Regions from separate parts of the Capra hircus genome. Here region 2 is linked to region 1. The links are chromatin contacts, called in public Hi-C maps. All regions are on one chromosome and are shown on one strand. Each heading gives the region's core, a stretch centred on a gene start, on an enhancer-like site or on the middle of the called end of the contact. The rest is flanking DNA. Distances are from core to core; before and after follow the strand shown.

Region 1 (5,226 bases), core at 411-2,910:
GCTTGAGAGCCTAAGAGCTGCAACCACTGAGCCTATGAGCCGCAACTACCGAAGCCCTCCTGCCCCAGAGCCTGCACGCCACAGCAAGAGAAGCCAATGCAAGGAGAAGTCTGTGCACCGCAACTAGCGCAGCCCTCACTTGCTGCGACTGGGGAAACTGCATCACTGCTGCAACTGCAGTGATGAAGCCACCAGGGAAGCCCAGCAATTCTGGAGTAGATAGCCTGTCCCTTCTCCAGGGATCTTCCTGACCCAGGAATCAAACTGGGGTCTTCTGCATTGCAGGTGATTCTTAACCACCTGAGCTACCAGGGAAGCCCTGATGAAGACTCAGCACAGCCAAAAATTAGTATATAAATAAAATTATAAAAAAAATCTTTAAAAGTTCAGGTTCTTTGGTTCAAAGTACAAATTTATTTTTAAAAAAAGACAGTAAGTGATGACAAGGATATGACTTACATATCCAGGGATCAAACCCAATATAAATTACAACTCCCACATACTGCTGGTGAAAATGTAAAATGATCTAGCTGCTTTGGAAAACAGTTTGGCATTTTCTCAAAATTTTAAACAGAGAGTTACCGCATGATCCAGTAATTCTGCTGCTAGGTATAGATCCAAGAAAATGAAACATATTTCAACACAAGTACTTGTACATGAATGTATGCATCAGCGTTATTCATAATAGTCAAAAAGTTGAAACAACAAAAACACTAGCTGTCACTCACAACCCAGTATGAATGTGTCCTTTCACTCCCATAGAATATCTTTCAGTAATCAAACAAAAAACCAAATCATATAGTCTAAGGTAGGAAGTAAGAATCCTGTCTCCAGAAATTACTGTTGATGGTTTGGTATATATAAATACACACACTTACGTCCTTCCATTTTGAGCAAATGTGCAAAAGTATATTAATTTGAGCAGAAATGGCATCATTTTACCTGCTGCTCTTTAACCGTTTTTTTTTTTAAACTTAACAATATTCTGTGTATATCTTGTCATATCAGTACATCCATTTTAGTGGCTGCAGCATATTTGGTAATACACCTGCACCTTCATTTACTTTATCTAATCCACATTGTAGGACATTTCAGTTGTTTCACATATTATGGCATTATAAACAATACGGTGATAAATATGTGCATATGTATTGATTGGCACAGTTGGCTTATTTCTGAGATATATTCCCCAGAAGAACTTCTGGGCAAATGACACGCACGTTAAAAATCTGAATAGAGATGATCAGATTGTCCTCAGAGAAAGCCTGTAAAATGCATCCTGGCCCCTCAAAGTATCTGAGAAGATCTATATCCCACTTTAAGCAGCAACGGACATCGCCAGTCTCCTAGATCTGTACCATCCTGACTGATCAGCACTCTGTATCTTAGTTTTAATCTGCAGCTCTCTGGCCTCTCATCAGTCTGGGCATTTCTCCTACCCCATTTGGCCATATGTCTGTCTCTTCTTGTGTTTCCAATGGAGTGACACTCTCTTTGGGATTTTTTAAGACCAGAATGAGTTTCTCACCATTTCTGAATAACAACCGGGGACAGAGATGAATCTAGGTGGGAGGAGGGGGCGAGCAGGTGCATGCACGTGAGGACCAGGGCTGCCACCCAGCCCGGCACCCCTCCAGGAAGCCCCAGGCCGACACTGAGCAGCAACCTAGCGAGTGGGGGACAAGGAGAAACAGGGAGTCAGCACCCACCTCGACGAAGGCGAACTTCTCTTCACTGGTGTAGTTGTAGCGCGTGGCTCGCTCGTACTCCTCGGCCGTGCCCGGGCAGTCCTTGTTGCAGAACTTGTCCGTGGGGTGAACCAGCTTCCAGGAGTACTGGGGGGAGAGAGGAGAGACCCCATGTCCATCAGTGGGTGAATGGATCAATTAAACCGGGAGAGTCCACACAACAGAGCAGCACTCAGTCAAGAAAGGAAATGAAGTATTTATCTGCGCTACAACGGATGGACCTTGATAACATGCAGTTGACACAAATAACCATGTATGATACCATTCTATTTATAGGAAACATACAAAAATAGGGAAATCTACAGAGACAGGAGACGGCTTAAGGCTGTAGAGACAGGGAACAGGGCGTGATTGTACCACGTGTGGGTTAGGTTGTTCTAAATTTGACTGCAGCTGCATAGCACTGGAAATACACTAAAAATTAATGGATTTATATTTTAAATTGGTGAATGGTGTGGTGTGTGAATTCTCTCTCAATAAACTTGTTTAAAAGTGTTGGAGAGAGGCAGGGGCAGACAGATTCCAAGAGACCAGAGGTCAGAGTGGAGGGGGCTGGGGAGGGGCAGACCCTCTTCCCTGGGACACCTACCACCTCCATGACGTGGGCGCTCCACTTGGATAAGAGCTGCAGGCCCCGCAGGGCCAGGTCAAAGAGCTCGCGGTACTCCTCATCTGACTTCTGGCTGTCCAGCCCGGAGCCCGTCACCACCTGAGGAACATCGACCATCACCTTCACTGCCAACGAACCTGGCACTTTTCCACTGTATTTCACTGATCCCCCCAAGAACACTGCGAGGGAGGTGCTCTTATTATACCTCTTGACTGAAAAACTGAAGCTCAGACAAGTCCCTTGTTGGTCACATGGCATGCAAATGACTGAGGGTTCAAACTCAGGTGGTATGATGCCAGAGCCCCACTCACAATGACCCCGGTCAATTGCGGAGCAGTGGCTTTTCAGACTTTTGGGTCTGTGATTTACAGCAGGAAGTGTATACTATATACTGACTGAGGTATTCAATACAGCCATGAAATAACATTTTCCACAAAGAAACTCGGTGCTGAATACTTGAGACCTCCTCTGATTGCCCAGTGTTTCATACCAAAATCCTAATTAGAGATCACTTAGTTGACTTCACAACCAATTGCAAATGGCTCATTGACTGAAAAGCACTGGTGAAGACAAACGTCTATTTGAACAGGCAATACCTCCCACAGTGAAATATAATACGCACACACGCATGTGCGTATGCACAGACACGTGTATGCGTGTGTGTGTACACATATGCATATTGAGCCAGCCCTCATTATTTGTGGGTTCTGCGTTTGTGAATTTCCCTGTTTACTAAAATTTATTTACAGCCTCAAGATCAGTCCTTGCAGTGCTTTCACGATCATCTGCAGATGTGTGCAGAGTCGCAAAAGCATCTGAATCACGTTCCCAGCTGAGGCTGAGCAACACAACTCTCTGCCCTCTTGTTTCAGCTCTCACCGTAAACAAGTGTCTCCTTCCTGATCTACTTAATGCCCCATTTTCCACTTTCTTATACTTTTTACTGGTGATTTCACTATTTAAAATGGCCCCTAAAAAATAAAATAAAATAAAATAAAATAAAACGGCCCCTAAACACAGTGCTGACTCTCTGTCTGCGCCTCTATAAAAAAGGAGGCTATGATGTGCTTTATGGAGAAAACATGTATTTTATTTTTTAAACATTTATTTGTTTGGCTTCACCGGGTCTTGGTTGTGGCATGCATACTCTTAGTTGTGGTATGTGGGATCTAGTTCCCTGATCAGGGATTGAACTCAGGCCCCGTGCATTGAGAGTGCGGAGTCTTAGCCACTGTACCACCAGGGAAGTCCTGAAAAAGGTGTTTTCGATAAACTTTGTTCAGGCATGAATTATAGTGCTGTTGGGTATGATTTAATGTTAACAAATCAACAATATATATTACGTAAGGTGACTTTGAGAAGGAAATGGCAACCCACTCCAGTGTTCCTGCCTGGAGAATCCCGGGTACGATGGAGCCTGCTGGGCTGCCGTCTATGGGGTCACACAGAGTCGGACACGACTGAAGTGACTTAGCAGTAGCAGCAAGGTGACTTTAAACAGAAACGCATGTAAAACAAGGCTATATATGAAAAATCAGCTGATAGAAACACTGTGCCCAGAGGCTCACAGAAACCTAACCCTGTATTTTCTGGAGGAGAGATTACTTGCTGATTCAGTGTTGATGGCCACTTTATAGAATGTAACTGTTGTGAATACCAAGAACGATCTGTATATATACATGGATAATGTGTATAATTTTAAAAATACCTCTGAGCCAGACTCATTCTTAGGTCATACCAAAACTGGACAAGAATTGAATGGGGTCCCTGGAACCTACTTCCCTGGTGGCTCAGATGATAAAGTCTCCTGCGGGAGACCCAGGTTCAGTCCCTGGGTTGGGAAGATCCCCTGAAGAAGGAAATGGCAATCCACTCCAGTACTATTGCCTGGAAAATCCCATGGACAGAGGAGCCTGGTAGGCTACAGTCCATGGGGTTGCAAAGAGTCGGCACGACTGAGAGACTTCACTTTCACTTTTCTGGCACTTAAATTATTCCCATAGCTTAGCTTATGCTCAATTCATTGGCATATATAGTTAAGAAAGCCAAAGGTTTGGGCTTGACCCTGATCCATGTCCACCAGGGGCCCTGCTAAGAATGTGGGCCACTCATCTAATGACCATACTGCTTGAATTTGCTCTCATTTCAGATGTGATCAGACATTTCCCTACTTTGGGTTTTGGAACGAGTAATTACAGCGACTAGCCACATGGTGGAGGCAGTGAGCAGAAATGGAGCAGTGCAAAGTCATCTTGGAGCTTCAAAAGGTAAAACAGGGATTAAAATCAGGACACCTGTGCTTATTAAACCAACATATATATTCATTACAAGGTCTGCACAGAAAGAGCTCTAGAAGGATATATGAAAGTGAAAGTGAAAGTTGCTCAGTCATGTCCACCTCTTTGCGACCCCGTGGAATTCTCCAGGGCAGAATACTGGAGTGGGTAGCCTTTCCCTTCTCCAGGGGATCTGCCCAATCCAAGGATCGAAGCCAGGTCTCTCACATTGCAGGTGGATTCTTTACCAGCTGAGCCACAAGGGAAGCCCAAGAATACTGCAGTGTGTAGCCTATCCCTTCTCCAGAGGATCTTCCTGACCTAGGAATCGAACAGTGGTCTTCTGCATTGTGGGAGGATTCTTTACCAACTGAGCTATCAGGGAAGCCACAAACGATAATATATATATATACCTCCAAGTATTAATAATAGTGGGCTCTGGATGGTAGAATTTTACATGACTGATTTTCCCTTCTTTTGTCTATCTGTATTTTTTCTGAGGTTTGTACACTAATTGTGTTTCCCTATTTAAAAAAAGAAGAAAAGGAAAATCCAGTGCCAATAAAAATGTAATTAGAGCAACCACAGGAGA
Region 2 (4,782 bases), core at 173-2,672, 150 kb after region 1:
TTCCTCAAAAAAACTAAAAATAAAGTTGCCATGTGATCCAAGAATCCCACTCGTAGGCATATATCTGAACAAAACTGTAACTCAAAAAGATACACGCACTCCTCCTATGTTGGTAGTTGCACTATTCACTTGTCAACTACGATATGGAAATAATATCCTTAATGTCCATCAACAGATAAATGCGCAAAGAAGTTGCAGTACATGTATGCAGTGGAATACTACTCAGCCACAAAAAATGAACTAATGCCGCTTGCAGCAATGGGGATGGATTTAGAGATTATCACACTAAGTAAAGTACGTCAGAAAGAGGAAGACAAATATCGTATGTTATCACTTATATGTGGAATCTAAACTATGGCACAAATGAACTTACCTATGAAGCAGAAAAGATTCACAGATAAAGACAACAGACTTACAGTTGCCAAGGGAGTGGGACGGGGGAGGGATAAGTTGGGAGTTTGGGGTTGGCAGATGCAAACTATTATATATAGAATGGATAAACAACAAGGTCCTACTGTATATAGCACAGGGAACTATATTCAGTATCCTGTGACAAGCCATAATGGAAAATGAATCACTCTGCTGTACAGCAGAAATTAACACAACACTGTAAATCAGCTATACTTCAATTTAAAAAGAAAGAAGGAAAAAGGAAAGCCAAATTTGAGGCACCTTTGTGGGGAGGGAGAGAGCTGTGCTTGGGAGGGAACATGCTGGAGAAGGGCTGGCAGTGTTCTATTTCTTGCTCTGGGCAGCGGCTACAAGGATGTTCACCTTCTTATTACTCATTAAGCTATATATTTATGCTTTGTGCACTTTTATGAGTGTGTGTTATATTTCACAATGAAAACTGTTTCTAAAACTATAAAGTAAATAAATACAAATAAAACCCAGCCTCCTTGAAATGATTACATGGGTGAGAAAATTCTCCATACCCTGGAAACCACTGTATAAGTGGGACTCTGGTTCTGACAGATAGCACTCTTTGTTAAGTTCCTGTCAAAGAATAACCGTCCCCATAGGATGACTGCCCTTAACAAGTACACTGCCTACTTCCAGGATTTTATCCCCACAGCACATTATTCAGCAGATGCAGGAAGATGATCATTGCAGGGAGATTTGTAACAACAAAACTGGAAGTCATCCAAATATTTATAGAAGCTGAATGCTTTTCATTAATTATACATCTTAACATTTTGATCAGGAAGAATATCCAGCCTACCCACGCTTATATCTTATCAGGGTCAGCCTATTCCTGATGGAGAAGACGGTTTGTTGTTGGTGATGATGTTGGGGAGGGTTAGTGAGCCTGCCCTGAGCTGGTGGCTGCTTGGAGGCTGAATAAAGGGGTGTGTGTTGGCGACAGGTCACAAAGGACTGTGCAGGATAAATGTGGTGATGCCAAGAGACTTAGGCAGAGCCCTGCAGGGAGATGGGCAGTTGCCTTCACTCCCTCTCTCTCTCAGCGATTCAATTTGTGGCTGGTGGTGCTGTCTTGGAAGAAGAGAACCATGAGCAGTGAGTGTTTGTTACCTTATTACACGGCCAACAGCTACCGTTCAATGGGTGTGTTCAATACCTCCATGGGGGACCTGCAACGACAACTGTACAAGGGAGGAGAGTATGACATTTTCAAGTATGCACCCATGTTTGAAAGTGACTTTATCCAGATCAGCAAGAAAGGAGAGGTGATTGACGTCCACAACCGCGTCCGAATGGTGACTGTGGGCATTGCATCCACCAGCCCTATCCTCCCACTACCTGATGTCATGCTCCTGGCCCGACCAACTAAAGTCTGTGAAGAGCATGTCAGACATGCCCGGACCACCAAGGGGAGAGGTCGCAAGCCCACGAAGACCCTAGAGCTCACCAGGTTGCTTCCCTTGAAGTTTGTCAAGATCTCCATCCATGACCGTGAGAAACAACAGTTGCGCCTGAAGCTTGCCACTGGCCGTACTTTTTATTTGCAGCTGTGCCCCTCTTCTGATGCTCGAGAAGACCTCTTTTGCTATTGGGAAAAGCTTGTCTATCTCCTGAGACCACCGGTAGAGAGTTGCAGCAGTACCCCGACGCTCCAAACTGGAGATGCGAGAATTCTGGAGGGTGACAAAAGCCTATTGGTAAGAACCCACAGAGACTCAAAAACACAGGGCAGATTGCTTTGGGAGAGCAGTGCAAAGCTGGTCCTTCAAAGGGGTTTGATGCTCTCTGAGACTCACCTGGGAAATGCCTTCCCATGTCAAAAAGTCTCAGAACCAAATGAATCATCACTATGGGACTCACACACTGGAGAGGTTCCAAGCACTTCTCTACATTGTCCCACAAGGCCGAGTTTCAGAGAGCCCTTAGGTATTATATCAGCCACACTGGTCTCATCCCAGGGTTGTAATCCCCTCTACAGCAATCCTGATTGTCTAATCTTTTCTTGAACACTTACCCAAAGCCAGGTAATCTCATCAGCGGTAGAATATTATTCACAGTTAGGAAGTTCTTCATTGTCTCCCCATGACTCTCATATGCTGACTAAAGTCCAACTCAATTGTGCATCTACTCATGCACAATTCATTCTAATAGTCTCCAAAACATAGAATGTATGTGTCCCTTGACCAAGCAACCTCACTTCTAGGACTCTGTCCTGCAGAGGTAGAAGCACAAGGGTATAAAATTAAATGACCATGGAGAACTGTATTAGTATCAGTGCTTTCCCTGGCCCTGGGATTGTTCAAGCAAACGGAGTGGCTGTTTGACAGGGACGCTGTAGATGGAATCTTTCATTCAGTGGGAGCTTAGACTGGATGATTTCAAAGGTTATTCTGAAGATAAACCCTTGAACTGGTCAGCTTCAGGATGGGAGAGGAGTAGACAGCACTGATCTCATTTTCTGTGATCTCTATCTTACCTGTTTCTCCTCCCTTGGCACAGACCGCAGAGCTCCATAGAGAAAGGGAGCATGACGCTGTGGGGCTTCACAAGCTTGGTGATGTGTCGGGAGCCTCGTCTTGTGCTTATGTTGGTGGAGAGGGAGCCTATCATGCCCCCCATGGCTCAACTGCATCCTTGAAAAGTACTGAAGGAGGAGCGGCAGGAACAACCTCGGGCCTGGCCATAGCAGGGACAACAACAAGCTCTGGAGGAGGCGTGGCAGTTGCAGGGTTGGGAGCAGGCTCTGTAGGAGGGGCTGTGAGCTTGGCTGCAACTAGGAGCAGCAGCACCAGCCAGGTGAGCACCACCTTGGCAGGAGCTGCCACCAAGGGTTCAGGAGAAAGTGGATCCGGCAAGGCCACTGTAGGTGCTGCCAGTATATCCTCAGAGGGCACGAACCTGGTCTTGGCAGGTGCTGCCAGCACATCCTCGACGGGGGTGGACAGTGCAGACAGCAGTATGAGCGTGGTGTTTGCAGGAGCAATGACGACCGGCAAGGCTGCTGCTGCAAGTGCTGAAGGCCGGGTCGTAGCCCCCCTGGTCTCTACCTTGCAGAGTGAAGGCTACATGTCTGAACGAGATGGAAGCCAGAAGGTCTCCCGCCCCAGGGATGAAACTCGGAAGGAAAAAAAGGAAAGAAGGGAAAAGAAGGACAAGTCTTCATCTAGGAAAAGTTCCCGTCACCGCAGAACAGGGGAAGGTCATCACAGGACAGGAGGGGACAAGACCCGGAAGTCATCCTCCCACCGGTCCGTATCAGGCCATGGAAACAAGAGAGATGACAAAAAAGAAAAAGGGCAGAGTGGCACCAGGGGCAAAGGACACAGCCCTCACAAGAGTGGCAGCCATAGCTCATCTGGCAAGGAGGGGAGGACAGCTCGCAAACCGGGGAAAAGCAGGTCCAGCACCAGTTCAGGGACTTTAAATAAGAGATCCAGTAAGATCAGCACTTTCTTCAGAAGCTTCAGAGTCATTCCTGGTTCAAAACCAATGGTCGGACATGACAGAGAGGTAGACTTTGTGGCTAAGACGGTAGAGAAACGCAACGTAGAGGCCAAGGTGGAGAAAGCCCCGGTTGGTGAGGACGTGGAGATCCATGGAACTGTGACATCAGAGACGATGGAGACCATCATCATTGAAACAAAATCTGTTTAAATAAGAGCCAGGGCAGGAAGCTTCCATGGAGACCCAACTTCAGGAAAGGATCCCTAGAGAGTCAATTCCAGCTTTCTTTAATAAAGGAAACCATACAACTCCAAAAGAAAAGCTCTGTTCTGTTTGAATTTCTATGTCCTCTTGCCTGGTAGTGACTTCACAGTGGTTTCTGTGATGTGAACTTTGCCGAGACCCATCAAGCAGAATCCCAGCTCCCACCCATGTCCAGCAGAGCCAGCATTAGTGCCCTTCCTTGCCTCAACCCCTTTCTGCCTCTGGTTTCCTCAAGACTATGGCTGTAAGTCACAGAGTATGGTCTGGGAAGCACCACCACCACGTCCCCATGCCCTTCCTCTTCTCCCTGAAGACTCCTGAATAAGGTCATTCAGTCCAGTCCATAGAATAAGACAGGACTCATGTCTCCTCTGGGGGTAATCAGGTGAGAAAAGAAAGGGTGCTTCAGCACTTGCAGGCAATCAGAATAGTGAAGTTTATCATCTTGATCAGGAACTGGCAGCCTGAGGGTCAAATCTTGCCAACAATCTGGTTTTATAAGTAAAGTTTTATTGGAACATAGCTACATCCATTCATTTATATATTGTCTAAGGCTGCTTCCCCTGGAGGAGGAAATGGCAACCCACTCCAGTATTCTTGCCTGGAGAATTCCATGGACAGAGGAACCTGGTGGGCTGTACAGTCCATTGG

What was found. Hi-C and Micro-C count contacts between places; a contact is called where the count stands out from the background.
Region 2: a contact with region 1 is called in a Hi-C map of blood, with 5 times the contacts expected there. The contact joins the promoter of FAM71B here to the enhancer-like site in region 1. A contact is called at or near these places in 2 of 5 Hi-C or Micro-C datasets (blood and liver).

Annotation. Positions count from the first base shown.
Region 1 is chr7:41,580,206-41,585,431 of ARS1.2, forward strand. It overlaps CYFIP2 (cytoplasmic FMR1-interacting protein 2), which reads right to left. Exons shown (of 32, transcript XM_018050112.1): 12 at 2,338-2,457; 13 at 1,710-1,835. Among named protein-coding and RNA genes, the nearest start is that of FNDC9, 32 kb to the left of the region's middle. Within about 2 kb of position 1,661, at least 1 of the 5 cell types and tissues checked has an H3K27ac peak or open chromatin away from gene starts, as enhancers often do.
Region 2 is chr7:41,728,615-41,733,396 of ARS1.2, forward strand. FAM71B (protein FAM71B) reads left to right here and starts at 1,423. Exons shown (of 2, transcript XM_005683225.3): 1 at 1,423-2,120; 2 at 2,923-4,077. The coding sequence starts at 1,512. The coding sequence ends at 4,077.